Regions from separate parts of the Mus musculus genome. Here region 2 is linked to region 1. Evidence: chromatin contacts called from public promoter capture Hi-C data. All regions are on one chromosome and are shown on one strand. Each heading gives the region's core, a stretch centred on a gene start, on an enhancer-like site or on the middle of the called end of the contact. The rest is flanking DNA. Distances are from core to core; before and after follow the strand shown.

Region 1 (3,413 bases), core at 256-2,755:
GTTCTGCAGTTGAGGAACTTGAAGGGTAAAGTTAAACAGTGCGTTTTACTTCCAAGGCAAATTTTCTGATACATTTTAGTGGCCTGTACTGCAGTTCTGTTTCAGAACTGACAACAGTTGCAGCATGTAGCCATCCTGGGCTGCTTCATATTGGAAGGGGGAATATAAGAGTTTATTTTTAGCCATGACAATTTAGAATTGATGTCAGCTTAGTGATGGAGTTTGAGATAAAGCAGATCTCGGCTGCTCTGGTGACTGGAGGCCATTGCTCCAGCACTCTACTCATGTGCACTAAGGGGTTACACTCAGCCATTTTCATTCCAAGCCTTTGCTTGTAACATTCTTTTTTTATTATAACTTAAGTTTAAAAATTGGCTTAAATTTCTAACTATCCTTTCTCCATTGAAATGAGTCACAGTTCTTCAAATTTCTTACTGTTTTTCCATGGGTCAGTCTTTAAAATGACAGCATTTTTTTCAAATAATTGATTACAGAGTGGGTCAAAATAAACACAAGGCTATAATATCTTGCAAAGTAAGAATGAATGTCCCCAAATGACATATATTAGAAGGACATAAGACCTAATCCAAGCCAAATTATGTTCTAATGAATAACTCCATAAACAGTGAAGCTAGGAAGGTCATCGTTTTGTAGTTGTCACAGTAATAATTGATCTCTGGGAGAAACCAACATTGGGAAATTTGAAGAGCTGGGTATTGCCTGGGGACTCTAGCTCAGTGGTATAGTAAGTATGAAGCATCTTTTGTACATAGGTTTAATCCTAAGCATTGAAAAACAGCAAAGAACAGGGTATTTACATAGTATCTCTCCTTAGAGTACTGACTTTCAAAGAGTGGGAAATTTAAAGTGCAGAAGCCACAAGGACTGTCCCCACCCATGAGCTCCTGGTCTGATATCCCTAGAAGGACACAGGAGAACCTGTGTTTCCCTCACAACAAAAACAGGTACTCCAAAACTAATTCACTTCCTGACATGAAAGTAATGCATGATCAAGGAACCATTTCAGATTAAAGAGACTAAGGAGACATGACAGACAACTGAAATGCACAGCCACGCACTGGAGTGTGTATACAGGGAAGATTGGGGTAATATTCCAGGCCAGGTCATAATATCATGGGAATATTATATTTTCTCTAGTTTTGATCTTTGCTCTGTGTTGTTACCAAAAGGAAAGTCCGTTATCTGTAAACTGTACATGCCAAAATGTACAGTTCAGCAATGTTTCAAAGCCACCTCCCAAATAGGTTAGAAAAGATACAGAGCATGGGGACTTGTTAGTGGGTGAACCTGGGTGAAGGGTGTAGGAGAGTCACTTGTATTAATCTTGCAACTCTAACCGGCCAGAAATTATTTCAAAATAGTTTTTCTTGAAACTTGGCGTCTCAGAGGAATTGGGAAATGCTGTAATGAGCAGAGCACTGCTCCATGATTAAAAGCTGTAATGGGTTCATGGTCTCTCGGGGGGCCAGAGCTTCCTTTGTTCCTTTTTGTTCCACTTGCATTTTGATGAGTTGTCACAGGGTATCTCTTGAGGTTATAGCAGCATTTAGTGGTTAGGCTCGTTTACATATGAAGCTAGAAAGGGGTGGTTATATGTGTCTTTGAGACAATTTTCAAGTATCAGGGCAGCTTTTGAACTCATTATTTAGTGGATGATTACTTTGAATTTCTGATTCTCCTGCCTCTACCTCCCAAGGTATGCACCATTTTGTCCATGGCTTTGTTTGTGCTACGCAAGCACCTTCCCCTGTGCCCCCTTTTTTTGAGACAGACTCATATAATCTATGATTGAGACTGACTTGATTCTGATGCTACCCTTCCTGAGTGCTGGGGGTAATTTATAGCTTTGCACCATACCCAGCCTGTACATCTTCTTCTTTTTTTTTATGGATCTTTTTTTTTTTTTAAAGATTTATTTATTTACTATATGTAAGTACATTGTACCTGTCTTCAGACACTCCAGAAGAGGGAGTCAGATCTCGTTACAGATGGTTGTGAGCCACCATGTGGTTGCTGGGATTTGAACTCTGGACCTTCGGAAGAGCAGTTGGGTGCTCTTACCCACTGAGCCATCTCACCAGCCCTGTACTTCTTCTTTAAATGTACTTAATAAAAGAACTTGGGCTGGGAAGAGATTGAGTTTAAACTTGGCTTTAGTTGGTACAAGAACCATTTGAGTCACCTACTTCTAGAGTTTAAGAAGTGTCTTCTGAAGAATTTGTATCTAGTTATGAGATTGTATAGTAAAAGTTGTTTTTAAATATTTTTTGTAGTGCCGGGCTTGGTGGCGCACGCCTTTAATCCCAGCATTTGGGAGGCAGAGGCAGGTGGATTTCTAAGTTTGAGGCCAGCCTGGTCTACAAAGTGAGTTCCCGGACAGCCAGGACTATACAGAGAAACCCTGTCTCGAAAAAAAAAAAAAATTGTATTCAGGCTAGGGATGTGGGTAAATTGATAGAGTGTTTGTCTGGCATGCAAAAATTTGTGGGCTCAGTCCCAACCCACAAGCACTGAACATACCCAGCATAGTGGTACCTGCTTGTAATCCTAACACTGGGGTGAGATGGGGGTGAGGCAGAGGGTCAGAAGTTCAAAGTCATCCAGGCTACACAGAAAGATGGAGGGTAGCCGGAACTAGACTCTCAATCTCTCTTGCTTCTCACCCACTTCCCCACTTCTGTGTTTCCCTTTCATGTCTATATATTCTGTGATGACTTAACTCTTTCATACATCCTTTTTTTTTTGGTTGATTTTTTTTCTTTTCTTTTTTTAAAGAATTTTTTATTTTATGTATATGAGTACACTGTAGCTGTCTTCAGACACACCAGAAGAGGGCATTGGATCCCATTACAGATGGTTGTGAGCTACCATGTGGTTGCTGGAAATTGAACTCAGGACCTTATGAAGAACAGTTAGTGCTTTTACCTGCTGAGCCATCTCTCCAGGCTTCATTGATTTTTTTTTTTTTTAATCTAATATTATTTCTTTTCTTTTTGAATTTTATTTTTTAATTTGCTTTTCGGATCTTGACTGCTTTGTCTTTTGTTTGTTTGTTTGTTTTTGATATTTTTCGAGACAGGGTTTCTCTGTATAGCCCTGGCTGTCCTGGAACTCACTTTGTAGATCAGGCTGGCTTCGAACAAAGAAATCTGCCTGCCTCTGCCTCCCGAGTGCTGGGATTAAAGGCGTGCACCACCACGCCCGGCTGACTGCTTTTGTCTTAACTCTCATCTCTGTCCTATAAAATCAGCAGAATTGTTGGGCTATATTTGAATATCCCTTCCCTATACTGCAGTTGGAAATACGCTTGGAGCAGTAAGCTCTGACAGCCATGGTTGTAGGACTTACCTTCTATAATTTCTTTCCTTCATTTGTACACAGAGTTTCGTCAC
Region 2 (3,413 bases), core at 663-3,162, 360 kb after region 1:
AGTAAAACAGCAAAGCTGGTTCCCGTTATTGGTAAACACTCAGCCCTGGCAGATAACGGCAGTGCTGCTGGGTGGTCTGGCAGGGAGGCTGGGAGGATTTTGAAGTGGTTAGATGCCTTTGGTCTGATTGTCTTGTAGCTTTTCATGATCATTCTGTTGGTTCGAGGTAACATTCTTCTGGCCAATGTCACCCTAAGGCCAGACTGACAGGAACCCTTTAGAGCAAGACCTTTGGCTCACGTCTTTCAGTTCCTACCACTTGGGCCATTGGTACTGGTTAGCATCTTGAAGTCCAGCAAGCCTGCTTTTCCTAGCTGAGTGCTCATGGGAGATTACTGGGTACCCCTAGTTCTTAAGCTGAATGGTAGGTCAGCCTCTGGTTGTGCTTTGATCTCTGAGTACCTGTCAAATACAGCTAATGTAGCTACTGCAGCTGATGGCTGTCCTATGGGGGGAAGGGGTGTGTACGATGATTGCAAAGACAAGGATCTTTAGTATCCCTCTGCCAGCAGCCATTTGAAGTAAGTTCGAGAACACTATTCTCTGAAAAAGGCACTAGACTGGCAGTCTGCCTGACAGGCCACCTCTGACATCCATGCCAAGATGTTCCATTGGGCCTTCCCTCCCAGTCCCAAGTGTCTTAGTGCCAGATGGGGGTGGAAACAAAGGGCAGGAAACATCCGCCCCTGCAGAGCCTGTAGAACCCTGGGGGGTTGTGGGAAACACGTTAGCACCACCTGAGAATGTTGGCACTGAAGCAGTCCTCCTCCCTCCCTGTCTTCCTTCCCCCTCCCCATGTGGCCTGGACAGAAGCTCTTAAACCCAGGCCCTTAGACCTAAGGGAAGGTTTGCTCCACTTCAAAAGAAGAGCAGCTTCTGTCATAAGGCCGAGCACCAGAGCCACACAGTGCCCTGAGCTTTCCACTGCCCTTCTGAGTGAACTGACTTACAGGCCATAGCACTGCACCTTCCTCCTAGGAGGTTTTTAGTTAGGAAAAAGAAAGTCGATTGGTCACTTTTGTTAGCTGGTCTGCACTTGGTATAACTGAGAAAGCTCACTGGTGTCTCAAGGAGGCACCTGCGAGTGGGAACATCCCTCTTCTGCCTTCCTATGCTAGCAGTCACCGGCGCTGCCCTGCTCCTCGTGTGCGCTTAGTCTCTTCGTTCCTAATAATTACAGGAAAAAGTCAGATCTGTGGCCCTTGGCCCTAAAGAGCTTAAGTTTGATAAAGAAATTTAGATTTGGTAGGAAAGGGATAAATGCTAGAGGATATATTTCAGAACATAGTGAGCCTAAGGGTACTAGCAACCGACCGATGCATTGCAGCCACACAGACTAGACACTGACCCTGTATCAGCTGGGCAGATCCCTATATTTCAAGGATGTAAGCAGAGCTCCTGTTCACTCATACTTTCCTTGGTGGACTCCTGCTTTCTGGCCAGAACAACAAAGGGTTAAGTGGAAAGCCTTCCCTGCTTGTGTCTTGTGCTCTTTAACCTGCTCTGTGCTCTTTAGGTCTGACCCCAGCATTGAGAAGTCCCGCCTGGTGCAGAAGCACAAACAAGCGTCCCCTTTGAAGCCTGTTTAGTTTGGAAGCAGGAAAGCAGATTTGGGGATAGAATACCAGTTTTTCCTGTTTGATGTTCTGTTTGCTGTACCATAACTGCTACACATTATCTGGACCTTTCAGCTTCATGGTGCTAAAAGCATGGGGGTGTGTCTGTGTGTGTGTGTGTGTGTGCACATGCGCACGTGTGTGTGTGTGTGTGTGTGTGTGTGTGTGTGTGTGTGTGTGTGTGTGTTCCCATATGGGCCCTTTCCAGAAAATGTTTCTGAATACCCAGACAATGAGTGCCAGGCTCACCATGGAACAGCATGCTCATGCCGACTCCCCAAGCCATGAATCATTGCACTAAGGAGAGGCCTCAGACCCCAAACTCTCTCTAAGCCCCCAAGGAGTGCATATTTCCCACTTGACCTCAGGCTTTTGGCTGGAATTTTGGAAAGAATCTTCACCAGAAAATGAAGCCATGTCCCAGACACATAGACAAGCAGACAGGCGCGTGCACGCTCGCGCGCGCGCGCGCGCACACACACACACACACACACACACACACGTAGATTCAAGGAAGTAATGTGTGCCAAGGTTATGGTTTTACGAAATACCAGGGCCCTTGCAACTCAGTGTGGCTGTCCTTCTTCCTTGTGGCTTCCCTGTACTCTGCCAGACAGGGCAGTAGAACCCTGCCTCCTTTTAGACTGCTACGGCTCAGACCCGAGTAGCTGAAGAAGAGCACCCCACTCACCTTGTGCTCCTATGTTTTCATTGATCTATACTATAAGGAATGCCAGCTCCAGATAATCCTATAAATTCCCCCTGGGAGGAAGATGGAGCTCAGAGGAAGAGGCAGAAAGGAGCTAGAGCTCACCAAAAGTCTTAGATCCCCTCTTATACCCACAAGTATCTATCCTACCAGATTCATTGGAAAACTTGTATGGGAAGGTGGCCTCTGTTGCCTGAGAAAGGAACTGGGCAGAGAGCAGAGGACGCAGACAGGCATAATTGCTCATTATAAACTCTGTCCCGTCAGTGATCAATGAGCTGGACGGCCTCGCCAAAGGGCAGGAGACAGACCACCGGGCTGGGGGCTATGCCCGTGTGGTGCAAGAAAAGGCCCGAAAATCCATTGAGTTCCTCGAACGGAGATTTGAGAGTCGGGACTCCTGCCTGCGGGCCTTGACCAGCCGTGGCAATGAACTTGAATCTATCGCCTTCCGAAGTGAGGACATTACTGGACAGCTGGTGAGACCCCCCAGAGAGAAGTCCATTATTAGAAATGTTCCTGAGCTGGGTAGTGATGGCACACACCTTTAATCCCAGAACTCATGGGAGGCAGAGGCAGGTGGATCTCTGTGAGCTCAAGGCTAGCCTGATCTACAGAGCTAGTTCTAGGACAGCCAGGGCTACACAGAGAAACCCTGTCTTGTGGGGTGGGGGAGAAGGTGTTCCCAAAAGGAAGAAGTAAAAGAAGCCCTTTGAACCTGGGCAGCTAAAGGGTAGCCAACATCAAGGCCCAGGAGGGGAGAGTTCCTTGCTCTTTGAATCACTGAAGACAGACTCAGCCAAGCAGAGCCAAAGCATGTCTGAATAGGACTCTAGGACATAGCCCTGGAAGTACCTCTGCCTCTGCATGGCGCCCCCTCCTGCCCAGTGGTGCTTTTCACACTGTCTTTCTCCAGGGTAACAACGATGACCTGATCCTCTCTTGCTGCCTGCACTACTGCAAAGACAAGGCTAAGGATTACATGCCCACCAGCAAAGGTACAGCTTGGCCTCTCCTTGAGCCATCCATCCCTCTGCCCTGATTTCTCCTACCCATCCACAGTCCCTAAGAAGAGTCTCTGCTGACTT

What was found. Capture Hi-C pulls out chosen DNA fragments and counts their contacts.
Region 2: a contact with region 1 is called in a promoter capture Hi-C map of adipose tissue. The contact joins two enhancer-like sites. A contact is called at or near these places in 2 of 484 Hi-C or Micro-C datasets (B cells and embryonic fibroblasts), 1 of 115 datasets of contacts at active chromatin or transcription factors (bone marrow-derived macrophages) and 1 of 9 other capture datasets (adipose tissue).

The regions. Positions count from the first base shown.
Region 1 is chr11:74,799,491-74,802,903 of GRCm38.p6, forward strand. The region is part of intron 6 of Mettl16 (methyltransferase like 16); the gene reads left to right. Among named protein-coding and RNA genes, the nearest start is that of Mnt, 30 kb to the right of the region's middle. Within about 2 kb of position 1,506, at least 24 of the 459 cell types and tissues checked have an H3K27ac peak or open chromatin away from gene starts, as enhancers often do. A contact at or near this core is called in adipose tissue, where this site is marked.
Region 2 is chr11:75,156,584-75,159,996 of GRCm38.p6, forward strand. It overlaps Smg6 (Smg-6 homolog, nonsense mediated mRNA decay factor (C. elegans)), which reads left to right. Exons shown (of 19, transcript NM_001002764.2): 17 at 2,593-2,804; 18 at 3,242-3,323. Among named protein-coding and RNA genes, the nearest start is that of Hic1, 12 kb to the right of the region's middle. Within about 2 kb of position 1,913, at least 38 of the 459 cell types and tissues checked have an H3K27ac peak or open chromatin away from gene starts, as enhancers often do. A contact at or near this core is called in adipose tissue, where this site is marked.